5 separate regions of the Mus musculus genome follow, and regions 2, 3, 4 and 5 are each linked to region 1. The links are chromatin contacts, called in public HiCAR-type and promoter capture Hi-C maps. All regions are on one chromosome and are shown on one strand. Each heading gives the region's core, a stretch centred on a gene start, on an enhancer-like site or on the middle of the called end of the contact. The rest is flanking DNA. Distances are from core to core; before and after follow the strand shown.

What was found. Promoter capture Hi-C pulls out the DNA fragments that hold promoters and counts their contacts. HiCAR-type assays count read pairs that join an accessible place to other places.
Region 2: a contact with region 1 is called in a HiCAR-type map of astrocytes, with 5 times the contacts expected there. The contact joins the promoter of Txlng here to the promoter of Pdha1 in region 1. A contact is called at or near these places in 1 of 39 promoter capture datasets (erythroid cells) and 1 of 115 datasets of contacts at active chromatin or transcription factors (astrocytes).
Region 3: a contact with region 1 is called in a promoter capture Hi-C map of pre-B cells, with 2.9 times the contacts expected there. The contact joins the promoter of Sms here to the promoter of Pdha1 in region 1. A contact is called at or near these places in 1 of 39 promoter capture datasets (pre-B cells) and 1 of 9 other capture datasets (adipose tissue).
Region 4: a promoter capture Hi-C map of pre-B cells shows a contact between it and region 1, with 2.6 times the contacts expected there. The contact joins the promoter of Rbbp7 here to the promoter of Pdha1 in region 1. A contact is called at or near these places in 3 of 39 promoter capture datasets (cranial neural crest, liver and pre-B cells) and 1 of 115 datasets of contacts at active chromatin or transcription factors (astrocytes).
Region 5: a contact with region 1 is called in a promoter capture Hi-C map of pre-B cells. The contact joins the promoter of Mbtps2 here to the promoter of Pdha1 in region 1. A contact is called at or near these places in 1 of 39 promoter capture datasets (pre-B cells) and 1 of 115 datasets of contacts at active chromatin or transcription factors (extraembryonic endoderm stem cells).

The regions. Positions count from the first base shown.
Region 1 is chrX:160,136,273-160,140,413 of GRCm38.p6, reverse strand. It overlaps Pdha1 (pyruvate dehydrogenase E1 alpha 1), which reads left to right and starts at 1,984. Exons shown (of 11, transcript NM_008810.3): 1 at 1,984-2,158. The coding sequence starts at 2,102. It overlaps Gm39547 (a long non-coding RNA gene), which reads left to right and starts at 2,167. Exons shown (of 2, transcript XR_878293.1): 1 at 2,167-2,633.
Region 2 is chrX:162,827,775-162,831,915 of GRCm38.p6, reverse strand. It overlaps Txlng (taxilin gamma), which reads left to right and starts at 2,462. Exons shown (of 10, transcript NM_178935.5): 1 at 2,462-2,677. The coding sequence starts at 2,576.
Region 3 is chrX:157,490,354-157,494,494 of GRCm38.p6, reverse strand. It overlaps Sms (spermine synthase), which reads left to right and starts at 2,208. Exons shown (of 11, transcript NM_009214.4): 1 at 2,208-2,590. The coding sequence starts at 2,542.
Region 4 is chrX:162,758,429-162,762,569 of GRCm38.p6, reverse strand. Rbbp7 (retinoblastoma binding protein 7, chromatin remodeling factor) reads right to left here and starts at 2,198. Exons shown (of 12, transcript NM_009031.3): 1 at 1,863-2,198; 2 at 851-995. The coding sequence starts at 1,878.
Region 5 is chrX:157,596,699-157,600,839 of GRCm38.p6, reverse strand. Mbtps2 (membrane-bound transcription factor peptidase, site 2) reads left to right here and starts at 2,125. Exons shown (of 11, transcript NM_172307.3): 1 at 2,125-2,344. The coding sequence starts at 2,270.

The DNA.
Region 1 (4,141 bases), core at 735-3,234:
ACCCACTCCTGCTTCCTGGCCCTAGTATTCCCCTGTACTGGGACATAGAATCTTCACAGGACCAAGGGCTTCTCCTCCCATTGATGACCAACTAGGCCATCCTCTGCTACATATGCAGCTGGAGCCATGGGTCCCTCCATGTGTTTTCTTTGGTTGGGAGCTCTGAGGGTACTGGTTAGTACATATTGTTATTTCTTTCAATTTCTGTACTTGTGTGCCTCTCTCTCTCTCTCTCTCTCTCTCTCTCTCTCTCTCTCTCTCTGTGTGTGTGTGTGTGTGTGTGTGTGTGTGTACATGAAAGGACAAATCACTTAAGCCCTCAGACTTGGTGGCAAGTGTTCTTACCTGTTGAGCCATCTTGAGCCTTGGCTTTGTAATTTTTTTTTTTAACAAAGAAAAGGTTGTAACGAAAATATTCTAGTTATGAAAACACTGGTTCCCTTGTTTCCCCAGGGCAGTTTCTTTAAGGCATTAACTTTTGTAATGATAAATTTCTTGTTGGAGGATATTTTGTAATAATGCAAAAGTCTTGTTTCTCATTTTTTCCTGCCATTCATTTTAGCTTCTATTGATAATTCCTGCCTGCAGTGGTGATGGTGTCTTTGTGAAGTGGTGATTCCCACCCACTCAATCTGTGTATATTTGTGTGTGCACATGCACGCGGAAGTCAAAGGTTAATTTCAGGTCAGTCTTCCTCAGTCACTCTTCAGCTAAACTTTTTGAGGCAGGGTCTCTTACTTATCCTGGCTATTACTTCAGTTAGATTGATGGACAAGCAAGCACCTGGGATCCTCGTGTCTCTGCCTCTCCGGCACCAGAATTCCAGGCAATGTTGCTCTTTTCTCTTATTCAGTTGCGTATTTGTGAAGGATCTGTGGCTCTTTCTTTCCCGTGAGTTATAATGCATCACTACAGCACTCATTTCATCCTTCATCCATGGAGATCATAAATGCAAATATTAGAGGACTTTTTATCCTGGGTTCCCAAGTGACCTCCTAGAAATGCTACCTGGCCAATCCATGCTGGACATTTGAATGGAAAAGTCAGCCTCTGTTTCTCTGACCCAGTGATAATGTGAAGCTGACCGATCCAGGCAACAGTTTGAACTTTGAGAAATCATCATCTGCACGTTTCCCGTGTTCTCATAAAGTCTCGTGTCCTAATCTTAATAGTGTTTGGGTAACAACAACACAGGAGATACAGGATTCTGCCTTTTCCCAAGCATAAAGGACAGACAAACTGCTTGTCTATAACTGAGTCCCCCATGAAAAGAAGCAAGCTAACAAAAAATCAAAGAATAAACGCTAAAGCTAAACTCTTGGATGTCTATGGTCAACGATTAATATTTGCTTTCATTTACTTATTTTGATTTTTTTTTTAGATAGCCTCGCTAAGTAGTCCAAGCTTGTCTTGAACTGAACAGACAGCCTGACCTCCAACTCTGGCTATCATCTGACTTCAGACTCCCTAAGGAAGGAATGACAGGCATGTGCCACCACACCCAGCAACATCCAGCATTTAACTGTTAAATCTCACCCAAGTCAACCAGGGCAACACTTTGCAAGGAATATGTGACCTTTTAAAGACAAATTAGTGGCAGGACCATTTCTAGAAACCAGATGATCTGTCTTTCTTGCCCTGGCACCATGGCTTCTCTGTGTAATGGAACAAGGCTGCCTGCCAAAGCTGTACCACAGGCCCGACTGGGCAAAGGGCAGGACCCGCTTTCACCACTTCTTCGCTGGTCTGTGGTACTCAGGGCAAAAGGAAGGAGAGGCCTCTTCCCCACGCCCCGGGGCCCCCCACTTTCCCACGCAGGCGCCCTGGGACACCGGCCTCTTCACCCTCCAGCCACAGCCCCACCTCATTTTTTAGTTAATTAATGGACGGCCACATGTTCCTCCTCAGAAGGGCGTAGCCATCGCCAGCAACCATTCTGGTTGGCCTGCAGACTAGCGCGGCGTGTGATGCCGTCGCGACTCCGTCACTGCGTTTTGGGCGTGGCTTCGGCTCCGGGCGCCTCAAGGAGACTTGGGGACGCCCGCACCACTCCTTTTGAGTGCCTGGGTGCCGCGGCCGCCGCGTGAGTCTGCTGCGCTCCATGAGGAAGATGCTTGCCGCTGTATCCCGCGTGTTGGCAGGCTCTGCGCAGAAGCCGGTGAGGTCGCCTGATCCCGGGAGGCCGGGGTGGGGCTGGAGCCGGCCTGAGGCGGGGCAGGAAGAGGGCGGACCGGGCCCCCCTGGAGCGCACGGCTGGGGGCTGGGGACGAGCTGCGGGACTTGGGTGGGCTTTCCGCGCAGTCCGTGTCGCCACTGGCCGGGGGAAGAGCGGCTTGAGAACGGGCCCGGTCCGCTGTGCTTCCCCCGATCGCCCCCAGCGGAGCTTCACGCCAGCTCCCCTGCAGCGCCCCACAACTGCTCGTCCCTTACGGGACACTGGGAGGCGGAGCTTGGGCTTGCTCCAGCCTCTCTGGACTCCGCTGACTTCCACTCTCCTTCATGTCATTGCTCTTGGCTATGAGGCCACGTAAGACGAAATAAAGAGCTCCCAGTCCCGGGAGTCAGGTTCCGTGCGCACTCCGACTTCTTCGTTTACTAGCCTTGGCACCAGGAACCATCAAGAAGCAGGATATGTAAAAACTCGTCTGAGGGCCTAGTTCTCTCATCTCCATAATGGAGATTCTGAGGACGCTACCTTCTGGGGGGGTGGTTATCTTGAGTTGGTCAGTGGCACGAATGCCAACCCTTCTGCCTGGCACCTGCCAAGGGCCGGTGTCCAGCTGCGTGAGCATTTGTGGATCACCTGTGTTCTGTTCTGAGGAAGGTTCAGGGAGGTCAGGTTCACGGAAAACAAACTTCCTCCACTCCCTGCTCCTCTGAACTTTTTCTTGGCAGTCAATTTTCGAGCAATCGAGCATAACCCAGAGGAAGCCGCCTTTACCCTTAAACACACAGAGGCTTAGAGTTCAAAGTAGCGAAAGAAAACAGCAATGGTTTTCGGAGAGTTGGGATTAGAGGTTAAGACTTATGGCCCGGCTTTAAGAGCTGTCTAATACCTAAGCTTTTAGCATTTTGACCTCTAGCCACACAGAGGTTGCCTTCTCTTGGTGTAACTGTCATCAGGCTTTGACTTGTAATTCTGGTTCTGTTGATTTCTTTAGGATTTGATGCAATTCTGCTCAGTGTGGGGAGGTTGTAGAAAGGTCGAAATGTCCTTCTCTAGGAATTGCATCAAGGAATGGAAAACCACCATTTGAATCTGAACCGGCAGCAAAGCACATTTCTACGACATAGCCAACATTTATTGAGCTCTTAGTATGTGTCCTGAATTCGGCCACGATCTTCACGCGTGTTAAAAGTGCATCATTGATTTTCAGTTTGTTTGAACAAGTTTCTTGTGTGCAGAAATTGTTAGTTGAAGGGAAATTTGTTTATAGCTTGGGGGCTGGGCATGAAATAAAATTGAAAACGAAAAGAAGCTTTGTTCTCAGTGGAAAGAAAAAATAAACAGCTCTGACTAGAATCAAAGTTTCTATAAGTTGCATTAGAGTCCGAAATCAATAAAAATCATACCTTCTGCTTTGAAGACATGTGCTCCTCTTTTGGAGTATAAGAGGGTACTAGGAAGCTGGGAACACTTTTAAATCTTCCTTCGACACTAGAAGCTAACCTTAGGTGTTGTATCGCTTTGTCTGACAGCCGTTTACCGTTTCCTTTAAATTCACCTTACAGCAGGGAAAAAGAAATAGATTCTAGAGTCGAATTCACCATAGGAAGTACCCAGTTTTTTTCTCACTTTTTGTTGTGGTGGAACATATCCAGAAAGTAGCTTTTTAACTTTTCTTTTCTTTTCTTTTCTTTTCTTTTCTTTTCTTTTCTTTCTTTCTTTTTTTGAGACAAAGTCTCACTATGTATCCCTGGCTGTCTTGGAACTCAGACCTCTTTGCTTTTCTACCTCCGGAGTGCTTGCATTAAAATCTTGTGTGACCACATCCGGCATGCTAAGGAGGAAGAGAAGTAGGTCTCTTTGTCTTTGTCTCTGTGTCTCTGTCTCTTTATGTAAGGGGCTCACTGTGTAGCTCCTGGCTGGCCTGGAACTCACATGTTGACTAGGTTGGCTTCCGATCAGAGATCGGTGCCT
Region 2 (4,141 bases), core at 1,213-3,712, 2.7 Mb before region 1:
AAACAAAAAATCAAAACAAATTGGTTTGATTCATGAAGGGTGTGTGTGTGTGTGTGTGACCTGGCAAAAGCTATCTTTTGTATAGTTTTATAAGTTACATTATCATTGTTGCTACAGTTTATTCTTTGTTTGAGCCCAGGTTTCAAGTACTTTTATCATTTGTGCTACAGTGTATCCCCCGCCCTACCCCCCTTCTCAAGTTACTTTATCATTTGTGCTACAGTGCATTCTTTCTTGAGGTGTGTGTGTGAGAGAGAGACAGGGTCTCACTGTGATAGCTCTGGTTGGCCTGGAACTTGGTATGTAGATATTAAGCAAGACTAGCCTTTTTTTGTTTGTTTGTTTTTCCAGACAGGGTTTCTCTGTATAGCCCTGGCTGTCCTGGAACTCACTTTGTAGACCAGGCTGGCTTGACCGCACTACTCTGCCTGGCCTTGTAACTATGTAGCCAAGATTCTCTTTTCTAGTTGTAATTTTGACTCCCCCAAAGCTGGGATTACAGGCATGCCTAGTTGGCATACTAAACAATCAGAAGTAACTATACTCTCAAATCTCCTGAAAAAATTAACATATTGAGGAGCAATTTTCTTTTCTTTCTCCCTTTTTTTCCCTTTTGTTTTTTTGAAATAGGGTTTTTCTATGTAGTCCAGCTGTCCTGTTATACACCAGTGCCAGGCTTCTTTTCTTTTCTTTCTTTCCTTTTTTTTTTTTTTTTTTTTTTTGAGACGGGGTTATGTAATACTGGCTGGGCCTGAAACTCATTAAGTAGGCCAGACTAGCCTCAAACTCACAGAGATGCACCTGTCTCTGTCTCCTGCATGGGGGTCTCCAAAGGTTGCAACACCACAGCAGGTTAAGGAGTAATTTTCTGACATCTGTTATAAACGTATGAACTGTAAATGAGATTTTCTTTCTAAGTCCAAAAAAACCCCCAAAACTTTGGGCTGGAGAGCACTGACTGCTCTTCCAGATATCCAGATTTCAATTCCTAGCAACTACATGGTAGCTCACAACCATCTGTAATAAGATCTGATGTCCTTCTGGTGTGTCTGAAGACAGCTACAGTGTACATATTTGTTATTATAAATAAATTTTAAAAAGAAGACAGCTACAGGGTACTCATCATATATAATAAGTAAATAAATAAATAAATAAATAAAATCTTAAAAATTTTTTTTCAGCATGGCTGGGTGTGGTTGCACACGCCTTTAATCCCAGCATTTGGGAGGTAGAGGCAGGTGGATTTCTGAGTTCAAGGCCAGCCTGGTCTACAGAGTGACTTCCAGGACAGTCAGAGCTACACAGAGAAACCCTGTCTCAAAAAAACCAAAAAAAAAAAAAAAAAAAAAAAAAAAAAAGAATTTCTTCAACTGAACTGAGCTGGAGTGTAGTTCAGTGGTTGAGTGCAGGTGTTGTATGTATGAGATCCGTGGTTTGATAATGAGCACCACAAAAAAAAAAAATAACAATAAAACCCCCAAACAACATTAATAACAAAACCAACCCTATTTTCTCCTAAGAATTTGCTCATTTGAAATTTTCAGTCCCTCAAGTTATTTAAGTTTTGGCTCCTGGTATCACTGTTTTGTGTTCAACTGTAGGAAAGTATATTTGTACAGATTTTCATAGTGAATTATTTCAATTCCGGATTTTGTGATGGTCAGTGACTTCTAGACACTAGGCCACTAAGGATCTGGTTCCATTAAATAGAAAACAGGGGATATTTCTGAGTGACCTTCTCTAACATATCAAGAAAAAAATAACTGTTTTAGTAAACAGAGTTCGTGATATTTTTAATTAGCAAAACATATGGTGCAAAAAGCAAGACATTTTAAATACGAATTAATCTTGAACTAACATGGAGAACTGTACTTGAAGCCAGATCAGTTGGGCAAAGGTGAATAGGCTTCCAGCCCAAAGGAACTCTGGACAGTTAAACCTTGGGGAGAACTCTGGTAGAGAGGCTGTACTCTGGGCAAGTGTCCAATGTTCCAAATTCTGAGACTGCATCTCCCACCTCGAAAATAGCGAAGTTAAAAGAGTCTCTTATTCTCAAATTATACTTGCACAATTATGAAGAAGAGCAAAAAAAGCAAAACCACAAAGAAGTGTCTCTGATTCTATTCCTTCTCAAACTCTGGAAGATTTTAAAACTTTTCTTGTAGGTTAATAACGACTACTTTCCGGTACCGCGACATTGCCGCTCAGAGACTACAAGCCCCAGAAGGCTGCACACTCAGCACAGCGGGTACTCTTCCCCCAGGACGCTCCTATCCGGATTCATGGCTGGACGCCGGGGCCGCACATTCTTCTGGGACTCGTAGTCTACTCCCTTTCCCGGTCCGCGCAGACTCCAGCGGCCTCTGTCTGCCCTTCGGCCCTAACAGAAGCCCAGCCCAAAATTTTACGCTCCCCACCCCCAACAAACTGCCTTTCCTCAGGAGCCAACCTCCTCCGGTCACGTGAGAAGACTCTCACGCTACGATTGGTTGGGGTGTAAAGGGGGCGGGGCTGAAGCCCCTGAGAGGTTCCGTGCCCCTGGTCCAGCCGCTTGTTTGGCTGCTGCCGTCACCTCATGGCGACTCGGCTTGAGGAGGTAACGCGAGGAAGAGGCGGCGGTACTGAGGAGGCTAGTGAGGGCGGACGGGGCGGACGGCGACGTAGCCCCCCGCAGAAGGTCAGTGGAGGGGACGCCTTCGTTGTGGTTGGGTCGCGGGGATGATTGGGTTACCCTTTTTGGGGTTCACCTCTTCACTTACCCCTTTACCTTTAGCTACGGGACGAACATCCGGCCCGTTCCCCCTTTTCCTTCAGAAGAGTGACGATAGTTGGGGAGCAGGTGCGGGGTGGTTGTGACTGAAATGGATCTGGTGAGAAGGGACGGTGGTTGGGACTTGGGGACACTACGCCTAGTAGGGGGCTGAGGGAGGACATGGTGGACCCCGGTCTGAGAGGGTGAAGGGGTGCTAGGCAGGGGCGCTCCAGGTGTGACAGCCACGTGCGGCGGGTGCTGCCCCGGGTGTTGAGTCTTCAGCCTGTGTGGTCACCGGGCACTGGGACTCCGCTGCCCAAGGAGGTGACGGGGTGGGGGTGGGGGCTTATCGGGGTACGGGGTAGCCCTCTCCGTGTTGGGCAGGTGCGTAGGGCGCGCGCTGCGGGGTGCTCCCCGGCCTCAGAGCTGAGGCTGTTGCGCAGTAAGATAACAGCGCAGAAGCCGGGGCTGCCTTTCGCCCCTTCCCCCCTTCCCCTTGCCCCCCCGCGGTCCCCCGCGACACTGCGCGGGTGGCTACGCGGGGGACGCCGCGGGGCTCCCGGGATCCACAACGGGGCTTGGTCTCTGGGCATCATGGACCTGCCTTGAGTGTGAGGCTGGGGATGAGGTGGTGATGCTGGGGAACCAGCATCATCTTCTGATAGCTGTCTCCGGCTTCCTGCCACTACCCTCTGTTTCTTTTCTTTCTTTTTAATTTGATAAGTGGAAACTTGAGTTTCCTCCTGGGCTTCGGTTTTGGTCTTTCTTAATCTAGGAGAAGAGCTGGACTGTTTGTTTCCCCTTGCCTTACTTGACTCACGTCAAGGAGTTTTCAGTGTCTCCCTGGATACAAGAAAATCGAGATCTCTTTCAGAATGGGAGAAATCCACTTGTTCTGGAGCTCAGTGGGTGGAGTTTTGACAATGATTGCACAACGAGTAGGGTACAGGGCTTTCAGGCCCAGGAACCAAGAACTGGGGTGTATGGTATTGAAAAAGTGTAAATTCCATCCCTTTGCCTTGCAGGAGAACATACTGAAACCGCTTGACTTGTTGGACACCCTGCTTGACCACTGAGAGCTATTTAATATTACTTAATTATGTATTTGACTAATCTTAAAAGCCACTCCTGTATGAAGTTACGAAATAATATTTTTCTAATGCGATTCATGAACTTCAAAAGGGAGAACAAAGGTCTGGTTTACATTTGAGCAGTGTCAAGAATTGGCTTTTTGGGGCCTGTTCCTTTTTTCCCTCACTTTTTTTTTTTTTTTTTTGTGAAATCGGTTACCCTGTAGCAGGCTGGCCTCATTTGACTATGTAGCCCAGGCTTGTCTTGAAAGTACCATTTTCCTCTTGCCTTTGTTTCCTGAGTGCTGAGATTACAGCA
Region 3 (4,141 bases), core at 959-3,458, 2.6 Mb after region 1:
GAGGCTGAGAGATCAAGGTGGGCATTGCTTGGCCATTTGAAACCTTAAAATCTACTCCCTGTAAGACATCTCTAACAAGACCACAGCTCCTAGTCCTTCTGAAACAGTTCTGCCAACTGGGGACCAAATATTCAAACATATGAGCCTTTGGGGGCCATTCTCAAGCAAACCGCCTCAAAGGTCAAAACATAACTTAGGATTTTTTTTTTTTTGCATCTTTTGTTGCAAGATGAGAGGTAGAGATCATTGCTGGTGTAATAACTAGACAATTACACTTAATGGATCAACTATAATATAATTGCTAGGCACAACCTAAATGATTAATTTTGAAATGATCCTTGCAGATTGGGGCCTAGATTGCAAAAACTCAGGCAATGACAATATTTTCCAGAATCCAAATAGGTAGTCATAGCCCAGTTGGAGAGGTTTATAGAGGCCTTTGCTTTCTTTCACTGAAGAGACACCATGACCACAGCAAGTCTTATAAAGGAAAACATTTACTTGGGGCTGGCTTACAGTTTAGAGGTTTAGTCTCTAATCATCATGGCAGGAAACATGCTGGAGGAACCAAGAGTTCTACATCTTGATTCACAGGCACCAGAAGGAGACTGTGTGCCACACTTGGTATAGCTTGAGCAAAGGAGACCTCAAAGCTTGTCCCCCACGTTGACACACTTCCTCCAACAAGGCCACACCTCATAATAGTGTTGCTCCCGATGGCCATGTCTGCCTGCCTCTACCTCACAAGTGCTGAGATTAAAGATGTGTGCCACTAACGTCAGGCTCCTGTTTCTTATCTTTAATAGTCTTGCCAGGATTATGCAGATTAGTGAGAAGACCCTTGCAGTAAACTGCTAACATCATCCTGACAATACTGATCCTATATCGAGCATCCTCTTCTCTTCAGGGCTCTCTTTTGACATCACTTCATTAAAGTATCTCAAGGTTCTTCATTTTGCCCTTTGCAAGGTGAAGTACAAATTCTAGGGCGGATATGCTTCAGCTGGGAGCCCATGGTGGTCTGCAATGTTCTCCACAATCTACTGAGCAAGACCAGCTACATACTTATCAGCAAAACCTCAGATGCCTTCTGCTCTGAAATTTTCAAGAAATTCAAGAGGTTGACAGCAGATAGTGAAGCTAAGGGAAGGCAGGTGGCTTACCCCAATGCTGGCAGGGCATGAAGCACATGTCCTACGCGGGAAGCTTCACTACCCTTAAACACACAGGAGGACAGCTATGTTCTAGTGACTTGACTCCAGAAGAAAGGAAGAAAGAGGAGCTTGGGGCTGATACATTGGGGCTGATGGAGCGGAACACAAATTAGCTTACAAAACTGAGGACCTGGTCTCCAGAGAAGGAAATAAAAACAGATGGCTATGGATAGGAACAAAGTAGGAGCCCACTGAAAAGAGATGCAGTTGTTGAAGGACAAATATGACGTCAGTGTTAGGTTCTTGCAGGACAGGGAAGGACTACGCAAAACTAACCAACCAACCAACCAACCAACCAACAAACCAAACCAAACCAAACGACCATTCGAAATGGCCTAAGGGAAAGCTAAACTTAATGTTTTTGTGTTGTTGAGGAGGCACAGAGTTCACTAATCTGAAGTTTAACAACCATTACAGAAATTCCTGGTATCAGGAGAGGCACAGCAATCCATACAATGATGGAGTCAATTTGCCCTGGGATTTTGCTCGTGCAATAAAGGATCCCTTTATTCCCCAGGCACTTCAGTTCTCTTTTGTCCCATCTTGTTGAATGCTACTAACGGTCAAAAAAGAGGCCAAGGCTGTAGGTCCATTGACAAAAAATAGAGGTACCGAGGAGGGGGAAGTCCTGTGGAAGAGGCTCTCACATCTGCAACTTCTCAGTTAGGCTTTAGTCCTTGATTCTTTTCCAAATTTGCATGAAAATGTATGCTACTTGAATGCCCAGGAGCCTTCTATTCTGTTCTTAAATACTACCCCTTACCAATAGAAACATTGTTAATAATCCCAGCGGGGTTCACGTGCATTTAAAGAAAAAGTCAGGCTTGTACTTTAAGACTACAGGGGTGGTAGCATTTTATTTTCTTCAAATGGTCAGGAAGTAACTGGGGCTTTTGCTTGGGGAGGAGGGGTAGGCATATGGGGAAGTGTATAGGGAGGCCCCCCGGAAGTCGCGCTGAGCCGTTTAAAGCTGGGTGACCTCCTAACGGATGGCGAATGGCGGGAGAGCATGGCCAGAGCTTTAGCGCAGGGCGCGGCCATTGGTGACGCATGCCAGGGAGCCCGGCGCCCGCGATTCCACCATTAGCGAGGCCTCACACCCAGCGCTTCAAGTTCGGGGCTGGAGGCGTCCCTGCTTCCTCCTCTAAGAGGCGGGTCGGCCCCGCCCCCGCGCCCCGGGTCGCTTGCCCGCGGCCCCTCCCACCTCCTAACTCCTGGCCTCCCCCGGCGCAGCGCACTCCCCGCCGGCCCGCAGCCTGACACGCCGCGCGGTCCCTCAGTCTCCTGCGGTCGCCTCCCCAGGCATGGCACAGGGCCTCGCCACACTATGGCAGCAGCAAGACACAGCACGCTCGACTTCAAGCTCGGCGCCAAAGGTGAGGGCGCCGCTCGCCACCTGCACGGGCGCCGCAGCGGCGGCGGCGGCGGCGGCGGCGGCGGCGGCAGCGGCAGCGGTAGCGGTAGCGGCGGCGGGGCGACAGTTCCCTCCGCGCCTGCGGGGCTCGAGGCCACAGGACCAGGCTCCTCCGGGGCGCGCGCGGCAGGCTGAACAATGCGGACGGCCGCGCGGCGCCTGCGTCTGCCGGGCTGCTGCGCGGAGCACGCTGCGGGCCCTCGTGCACCGGCGGAGGCCGCGCCGCGCCCCCGCGGTCCCCCGCCGCGTTTGGTCCTCGGCTGAGCTGGAGGCTGGCGCACTGCGGGGCCTGGGAGAACCGCGTCCGTGTGTGCCAGCCGCACCGCCCGCCCGCCCTTCCGGGCCTGGAGCGTCGGTCCACGCGGGCTCGCCGCCCTCCACGCCCCGTTGTTGGGGGGGAATCCCTTTCAGCCCGTGGGGCGCGGCGGATCCCCGGGGGAGGCGGGTACCGGAGCGCCTTAGCTCGTTCGAGGCACGGCGGGCGAGGCAGGCCTGAGCGAGGGGTGTGTGCGGCGCGGGACCGCTGCCCACGCCACCTTTTCCTGTTCTGGCAGGCTGCTGAATTTCCCTCTTGGGTGTGTGTGTCGGGGGGTTCCCCTTAAGGGCAGCGAGGGTTGAAGGAGGACCAGGGCCACTCAGCGCTTGCAAGGTTTTTTTTAGTCATCTAAGGAGATGAAGGATCCTCTGAAAAGGGACCCGGCGGGCAGAGAAAGGAAACGATTATTATTATTATTGGGGGTGGGGAGGGATGAGATCTGGGCGCGGGAACTAGAGCCACCACCATCACCATCACCCCTAATCCTGGAGGCTCAGATATTTGAGCCTGGTCTCGGCAGAAATGGTTGGGAGAGTCTTTTTTGCGTGATGGAATTTTGAAGGGTAGGGATGGATGTACTGCTGGCTTCTTTTCTTTGAGAGAATCAAGCATGGGCGCAGTGGGCGGGAATGATTGGGCCTTTAAACGTGCGACTGCGGCAGACTTTCACTTACCAGATCATCCCGCACATAGTGTGGTGCCCCAGTCTTCCCTTTTCTCTGGTTTCTCTATTAATGGAACACGTGGATTCCACTCTGCTTTTTCTGTCGGGATTTTTTTTTTTAACACCGACTTAATTGCTTTTGAACTTCTGAGCTCACACTTTGTACTTTTTCTTCCAATCCTAAAAGATCTCGGAGCTCACAAGATCAATAAATGTAAAGACAAAAAATAAAATCGGGGGGATTTGGAGCAAAACCTGGATTTCAGTCTGCCTCTTCTAATTGATTCTCTTCTGTGGGTGGCCTTTTGGGTTTATCTCCTAACGTTTTGGAACCTCATCTTTTTTTTTTTTCCGGGGAGGAAGAAAAAAAAAGAGAGAGAAAGCAAGAAGCAAGGGACAGTGCACACTCAGGGCATTTACTGTGGTCGGGTGAACTAGAGGGTTGTTAGGTAAGCCAGTGTGCTTGGGTGGTCGGAATAGAGTTTAAAAAAAAGTAACACCGTTCACTTCCCACTTTGCTTAGGTGAGGATGG
Region 4 (4,141 bases), core at 949-3,448, 2.6 Mb before region 1:
CATATTCCTATAGAAAAAGTACATGCCAGGCTGGTGAGATGGCTCACTTGGTAAGAGCACCCGACTGCTCTTCCAAAGGTCTGAAGTTCAAATCCCAGCAACCACATGGTGGCTCACAACCGTCCGTAATGAGATCTGATTCCCTCTTCTGGAGTGTTTGAAGACAGCTACAGTGTACTTACATATAATAAAAATAAATAAATCTTTTAAAAAAATTACAAAAAAAAGGTACATGCCTACCTAAAGGTAGTCTAGTGAAGGAAGTGCCTTGATTCTGGAGCCAACCGGTTTTGGTTGGTTGAGCCCTAGTTTGTAAGCTATGAGATCGCCAGTAGTGAGCGCTTGAGCACCGTGCTTAAAATTCTCATCCCCTTTCCTCACTGGTAAATCTCTGAATCGCAACAGTAGTTCTGTTATGAGGCTTAAACTCTTCAGATGTGTCAGGTTCTATTATTCTAAGTGCTCCATAAATATCAGTAATTATGCCAAATCTTACAAATATTCAAGAAAATCACTTAATGCATCAAGCCATAATAGCTTTTAATTTGTTATGTATGTAATCTTTCCTATTAAGTTTGAAAATAATGTATTGATCTAGAGTCCAGAGATGTTGGTCATGGAATGGCAAAATAGTCATCGTTTCCTATACACAGTATTACACAATATTCTCTCCTCTCAACACACCTCTACGATAGAAACCATCTTAAGTTTTGAACAACCACTTGCCGCCTCACCCTCGGCCTAACCAATTAGGTATTTATGTTCTGTGTGTAAAATAACATTAACAATACCTAGAAATTTAACATGGTACTTAAATCTACACAAAATAGAAGTTGGCAGAAACCCTTACTTAGTCACTTCAGGAAGCCACTGAACGGTAAGACTGGGCCACTGAAGAGCATGGGTCATAACCAGGTCATACAGAAACGGTGTATTCTTCTTCCAGATTTTATACTCTTCGTTGATGACACGCTCCTCCACAGTATCTTCAAACACTGAAATTTGGAGAAAGCCCACAATTAAGTGGCTGAGAAGGCTCGGAGTCAAAGGCATGGCTACGGATCCTGGAGGTCACCTCGAGACGGCCACACCTTATCTATTCTTTCCTTTTACCTATCCTGCTCACACGAACTGCTCTCCCACAAAGTGAGAAGATCAACATCAGGAAGCGTTTTCGCCTCCACTTCCAAGATCGGGATTCCGGCGCTTACCCGAATTGGGTCATTAATTGCCCTACCACCGAGCTCGTCAGCCTTTTTATAGCCGCTCGCACCTGTTCTACGATGATCCGCATTGTAAACCGGTGCCCCGACCCACTCGAATAGATCCAATCCACGTGGAACAGCAGCAGCCCACAGGCCTGCTCCCTCCACCCCCCACCCTCGCAGGAGGCCCCAGCTCCCCACCAAGCCACGATCGGCAGCCATAGTCCGGCGGGATCCAGCTCCTCCCCCCCCTCCCGACACGGACACGGGCCGCGACCCCAGACGGACGACGACCACGCGCACGGAAGAATCCGCGCCCGCCGCTGACTTCTCGGGCCGCGAGCGCCTGCGCCCCCGAGCCAAGGGCGTCGGAGGGAGCTAGGCCGCGGGGTGGGGGTGGGGGTGGGGGAAGGGGGGCCTCTCTCTCGGCCCCCGCGCCCGGCTCCGGAAATGCTCCCGGCCCTCGGCGGCGACCAGGCCCCGTGTCGCGCAGGCCCCCTTGCAGGCGCGCGGCGAGTCTCGCGCCCAGCCCCGCCCCCTGCTCCTCACGCCAATTCGCGCCTTTCGTCAGCGCGTGCCGAGGCCTCGGGAGCCCGCCAGCCCCCCGGAGTCCCGGCGCCCGCACGCCCGCCCGCCCCACAGGGCAGGCATCCTTACTCTCTTTACTCGCCATCTTGCGTCGGGTCGTTTCGCCCCCCTTGGCCGCCTCGGACTTCTCTCTCGCTAGTCAAGAGCAGCCCGGCAGGCGCTCCTTGCCTCTCCCAGGCACGTCACGCAGTCCTCGCTCGGAAAAGCCTGAGTTCGGTCTGGCCGTCTGGGTTCTCCCCCCAGACGCCGCGATCTCCTCTTCTGCCTCCTCCCCGCTGGCGGGTAGCGAGGTCTGAGCCGCTCTCCTCTCTCTCCCTCTCGCCAAACTTGGAACGAGACTTTTCAACCCGCGCCTCTCAGCCCGCCCAGGCAGCTGAGCGCAGGCGCAGCCGCCCTGGGAAATTGGAGAGGCGGAGAAGAGGCGGGCCTGGGAGCCAACGGCTCGGCGGCTTGGACCAATAGCGTGCGACGGGAGGGTCTGACGCGCTCTCCGGGGGTGGGCTTCTCGAGAGTGGGTGGGGCGTTCCGCGGCAGGAAGTCGGCGAGGCGCAGGCGCGAGGCGTCACTCCCCAGGCTGGCCGCGGGGGCGGCTGGGCCCGCGCGGGGGTGGGGCGGATGCGAGCGCGGTGTGCAGGCTGCGCGGGGGCTGCGAGCCCCAGGGCCAAGAAGCCTGGGGCCCGCGGGGCGTGGTTGCTTAAAGCAGCAGCCGCGGCGGCGGCGGCGGCGGCGGGGGTGTGCGAGGGGGGCAGGGAAGCTGCAGCCGCCTTAGCAAAGCAAAATCTCAGAGCCAGTGAGGAAAATGGTTTCCTGGTCTCGAGAGATTACACTGCCCGCAAAGTCTCCCAGATAATCACGGCCACGCAGTTTTCTGCACCCCTCAAAGGCTCCCCCATTCAACTGTATCGAGGGCCCAGTCGAGCTCTGGTGACATTTGTCATAAGCGAAAGGGACCTTTAGGAGAGACCTTGGGCGGGTTTTTCTTTTTTCTCCCAGAAGCTGGGCAGACCTTTATTTAAGGCCTGCGATGGCGCAGGCCTTCAATCCGCCCCTCGTCGAAAGTTGACTTAAATGACTTTTTGTATGTTCACCTTTGTGCGTCCTTAACCTACTGGTTCTTTAGCTTCCTGCTGCTGCAGGGGATTTTGTGCCTGCCACTGCTTCCCTATCTCAGTTCCTGCCTAGGCCCCTGCTGAGTCATTCTTGTCACCTGAAGGGGTCCCATTTTGACCCTGCAGCTGGCTGCTGAACTGGAGAGAGCTGGGCTGGGCTAATCTAGGCCTGCATACCTGAGCTCTGCATTTCTCTGAAGCTTTTTAGCCTTGGGGGGGGGGGTGAAGAGAAAGCCACATGATCCCAGGGAGAAAAAGAGGGCCAGAGCAGAGGGGCCCAGGCGCCTACGCTTAAAGGGAACCACAGTCTACATCTAAACTCAGAGGCTCTCCTTGCAGAAACACCCCCGGAACATTTGTTCCCTTGATAGCTTTCCAAGTGCCTTCATGCTTAAACGCAACCATGCAGAGGCCTCGAGGATGCTCTCTTTTCTGATCGAGAAACCAACTCAGACGTTACTCTAGTATGTGACAGAAACAGTCACGTTCCCTTATATAGAAATTTACTGTCTTGGGTCTCTTGTTTTCCCATGTGGTACAATTCATTATTATAACGCCCTCCCTCCATGTCAGCTCCAAGAATCTTGCTGGTGACTAACGCTGAAGAGGTGGCTGGAGGCGGGAGGGGGGCGGTTAGAAGAGTGGAGTAGCATGGGTCCTCCGAGTTCTAGAACACTGGTGGTCAAACTTTTTTTTTTTGACAGGGGTCAGGCAGCCTTCGGTGTTGTAACACAACAGCCATAGAAAATATGGATAAGCCTGGCCATCTTCCAGCAAAACTATAGACACTGAAATCTGAACTCTGTGTACTTTTCACAGGTCACAAAATATTCTCTCTCTGTGTTTTTTTTTTCAATCACTTGGAAATGAAAAAAATCATGCTTTGCTTCAGGGCCATGCAAAAGCCCCTTGGTGGGCGAGATTTAAAGGACTGGAGCTTGTCCACCTTGTTCTAGAATAATTGTGTCCTACAGCTCTGCTTCAGCAGGAACTATGTGTACTCAGAGAAGACTTGAGAGGTGATTTCCTGTCAGTAATATAATTTGCTCATTTTGATGAGTAGTTATGATTTCTAAAATAAACGTTTAAAGGACTGAGCGAACCTGGTGTGTAATCCCAGTCCGTGGAAACTGGAGGTAGGTAGGTAGGAGGATCTTTGTTCAAAAGCCAGCCTGGAATGCCTAGGAACCTTGTCACAAAAAACAAGTAACTCTTCCCAGACAATATGAATTTAGTTTA
Region 5 (4,141 bases), core at 876-3,375, 2.5 Mb after region 1:
TGTCACTGAACGGACGATGTGCCCCCCCCTTTTTTTTCTAACTCCAGTGCTTGCTCAACAGCTTTGGCATAGAATACAATACCCCATTATGCCACAAGATCAAGGTGTTTACAGATTAGTAGTTCCATTTGAGTGAACCAAGTAAAAAGTCAGGCTATATAACCAAAAAAGAGAAATTGTTAGCAGGACTATACGTAAATAAGGCCTCCAAGTTCACCTATTCTTGAGAATCAAGGATAAGTTTCCAACTAGCTTCACTGTAGACAACGCCTATGGCTTGTATACTAGAACAATTTTCTACGTTGCTTTACAGAAACTTGAAGGCGACTTTAGCTACAAAACCAAAACCACTCTTTTTCAAGAGCCTATGGATAGCTAATAGATTATGTGAATCCCGGCTTCATGGTACAGGTGTACACCTGTAATCAATCCTAGCACTCAGGAATTGGAGAAAAGAGGACAAGTTTCCTCTGCTATGTAGAGCTTTAAGTCCAGTCTGGGTTACAGACTTTGTTTTTAAAAAGAGAGAATGCCGTATGGCTAGAGGGTGTAGCTCAGAGTATCAAAGTCCTGGGTCCTTAGGTGGATCTGTACTTGGGGACACAGAGATGGGACTGCGTTTAAAATGATACAGCCTTGGGTCTGTTTCACAGAGCTTCTCATTTAATTGGTCCAGGCTCCAGAAACCAGGGGGACTTTAAAGGCCCCTGGTGAAGGTACTGTGCAACCAAGGCTGAGAACTACACTTTAGTTCACTAGACAGATGGTCAGTGCTCCAATTTTTAAAAGTTTCATCTAACCTATTTTATAGGCCAGTAGATCAACGGAAAACCTGCAAGGGCTGTTTCTCTCATCATGTTGTCCCCCTGGGACTGACTCAGGTAGTCAGGTTAGGCAGCAAGTGCCTTTACGTGTTGAGCCATTTTTCCAGGTCTAGAACTCCAATATGTAGCAATAGCCCAAACCTCAAGTCTTTTTTTTTTTTTTTTTTTTTTTTTTCCGAGACAGGGTTTCTCGGTATAGATCTGGCTGTCCTGGAACTCACTTTGTAGACCAGGCTGGCCTCGAACTCAGAAATCTGCCTGCCACTGCCTCCCGAGTGCTGGAATTAAAGGCGTGCGCCACTACGCCCGGCTCCTCAAGTCTTAGATGAAAGTTTTTGTTTTTTTTTTTTAATCAACAGCCAGGTATTTTTGATGCACAACTCTTAAGTGCAGGTTAACTCTGAGAGTTCAAGGCCAGCCTACTCTGTATAGTGAATGCCAGGCTTGGATTGCATAGTGAGACCCTGTCTTAAAATAAAGACCAGTTATATAGACAAATCTTACAAAACAAAATGTCGCGCGAAATAATCCAGATTTTAACAGTGTGGTTCTATTTACGCAGAATTCAACATTAAAAATAAATAAATTAATTAATAAATCAGAACGGGGCAGGGGACAGAAATACGTAGGAAGGGAAACTAGAAAGAAATTCTCTGGATAGAAATGCTACGTATGGGGCTGGTGAGATGGCTCAGCGATTAAGAGCACCAATTACTCTTCTGAAGGTCCTGAGTTCAAATCCCAGCAACTGCATGGTGGCTCACAACCATCTGTAATGAGATCTGACTCCCTCCTCCAGAGTGTCTGAAGACAGCTGTAGTGTTCTCACATATAATAAATAAATAAATCTTTAAAAAAAATAGAAAGAAAAGAAATGCTACGTATTTCGATTAAGATATAGACAGATATTTAGTTTTCAAAACACCGAAATGAACAAATGAGGCCTCCATTACGATATTGCCGTGCATAAAGACGTTAGAACGAGACGTGATTAATTTAAATGTGGGTATGTACTTCTGACAATCCCAAACTCCGGCTATATGAAAAGCACAACAAACCGGAGATGGAAATCAGTGAGAAGGAAGGGCAGAGCGCAGAGAGGGTCAAGCCTCATGAGTCACAAGCACGCTGCCGGACGGACGACCCGAGCTTCGAGCATTCCGGAGCCCGAGCGTCCCAGGAAAAGAAGCCCGCGCGCTTTTTCCGGCATATGCACCAAAAAAAAAAAAAAAACAAAACAAAACAAAAAAAAAAAAAAAAAAAAAAAAACGGCTGAGTGTCCTCACCGGAAGGGTCCGGAGGGAAATGTTGCCACCGGAGCAAAGAACCCGGTAGCACTTTAGTTCCTGCGCGGATGCTGGAGCTGGAAGGCTCCGGGCGGGCGCACGGCTGACTGGGGCTCGCAGAAGCAGGCCGCCGGGGCCCGCCGTCCATCCGTCGCTACGATGATTCCGGTGTCGCTGCTGGTGGTGGTGGTGGGTGGTTGGACTGCCGTCTACCTGGCCGACTTGGTGTTGAAGGTGAGGGCCTCAGGCCTCAGGCCCCAGCCGGCGGAGTCCAGGGCTGGTGCGCATGGTCCTGTGTCGCCCAAGGCCTTTTCTCTTCCCCTTCGGAGTCTCCGCGCCGGGCCGGGAGCCGCTCCGAGCGCCCGCCGCGTCTGCGTGCGCTCTCCCGCGTGGCGCATCCGTCCGACCGAGTAAAGAAAGTAGGGCAGGCAGGCTGCGGGAGGGGAGGGGTGTGGCGGCCACCGCATTGCGGGCGCCGCCGGGTCCCTGCGGCTTTTGGGCTCCTTCCCGGGAGGAGTCTGGCGGGCTTGGGAGGCACGGCTCGAAGGAGGAAAAGAAACGAAAACTTCCGCTTAAGAAAATGCTTTGTGGTTCTTCTTTGTGCTAAGGTTAGGACCCGTGAGACGCTGCTAGTGTTGTGATAAACCGAAATCAGATTGTGACTTAAATCACTGGCGTCAAACTCGAAAGTACACAGGAGCATCGGTGGTTCTAGTTTAAATTTAGATTCTGATTTCGTCAGATCTGGGAGGAAAGCTAAGATTGTGTATTTCCAGCCAGTTTCTCTGGCCCACGGACGGACAGTGCTGACCCACAGGCGGTGCTTTAAAGTAGCAAGAATTTACATAGCCACATTTTCTGTTATTCAAATTCTATTTACACCCTACACTCCCTTTTTCACAGTGACCACACACACTCTGAGCACACAGTGCTTTTTTTTTTTTTGAGTGTTGTGGGTGCTGGAATCGTAAGAAGAAATTTCAAGAGTTTGTCTGAGCACGTGTTTCAGACATCCTTGGAATGGAGTGGGGGTGGGGAATACGAGCTTAGAAATTCCCAAGGGTTTGGAAATCACAATCATAAATAGTAAAACCTTCATGTTTGTGTTCTTTTAAACAAAATAACCTCGTGACACTTCGTCTTAGGAAACAATAAAATCAAATGGCACCTGTGCTTCTTTGTCATATTTAAACGTTGGTATGCCAGGCTATGAAGAGCGAGCTTAAGAGAGCTAGGCTCTGCCACTTTCTAACCTCTGTGACCTTAGGCAGATCGTTACTTGTGCCTCCATTTCTTGTCTTTAAATTGGGAAAGCAACTGAAAGGATCACCTGAACTTATGGAGAGGATTATATTATGCGTCCAGATAATATACTGTATCGGAGGTCCAAGGACCAACAACACTTGGATGATCTGGGCCCTTGTTAGAATGGCAGACTCTCAGGTGTCACCTCTGCCCTGTAAAATCACAGTCTGAAGCTTAACAAGGTTCCCCTGATCATTTCTCTGCACATTTGCTTGAGAATCACTAGTGCAGTGGACTTGGTTTTAGTGCTTAGCAGCACAGGCCACAGTGATTTGGTGATGGGGCTCAAGAGAAAAAGCGCATGATTTCTTCATGTTTCATATGTTAAAAAAAGAATCCCAGATAAATAGAACTCATCAAACTCATACAGTCGGTCGCAGGTCAAGTGAGTGAGGAGGATGTGGTTTTAATTTCTGGGGCATCCCCTGTGTTCATAAAAGCACCAGCTCCTGAGGCGTGGTACTGATTCGGTATCTGCCTAGGAATGGGAAGCAGCCTTGCCTGAACAAATGGATATGGCTGTTTTGTCTGCTTCTCTGTACATGTACACTGCATGCATTCAGTGCCCTCAGGGGTCAGAAGAAGTATTCCCTGGCACTGGAGTTACAAATGCTTCCTTAGCCACCATGTGAGTGCTGGGATTTGAACCTGGTCCTCTGAAAGAAAAGCCACTGTTTTTACTGGCTGAGCCTTCTTGCCAGTGCCTGAGAGCTTGGCTTTTCTGAA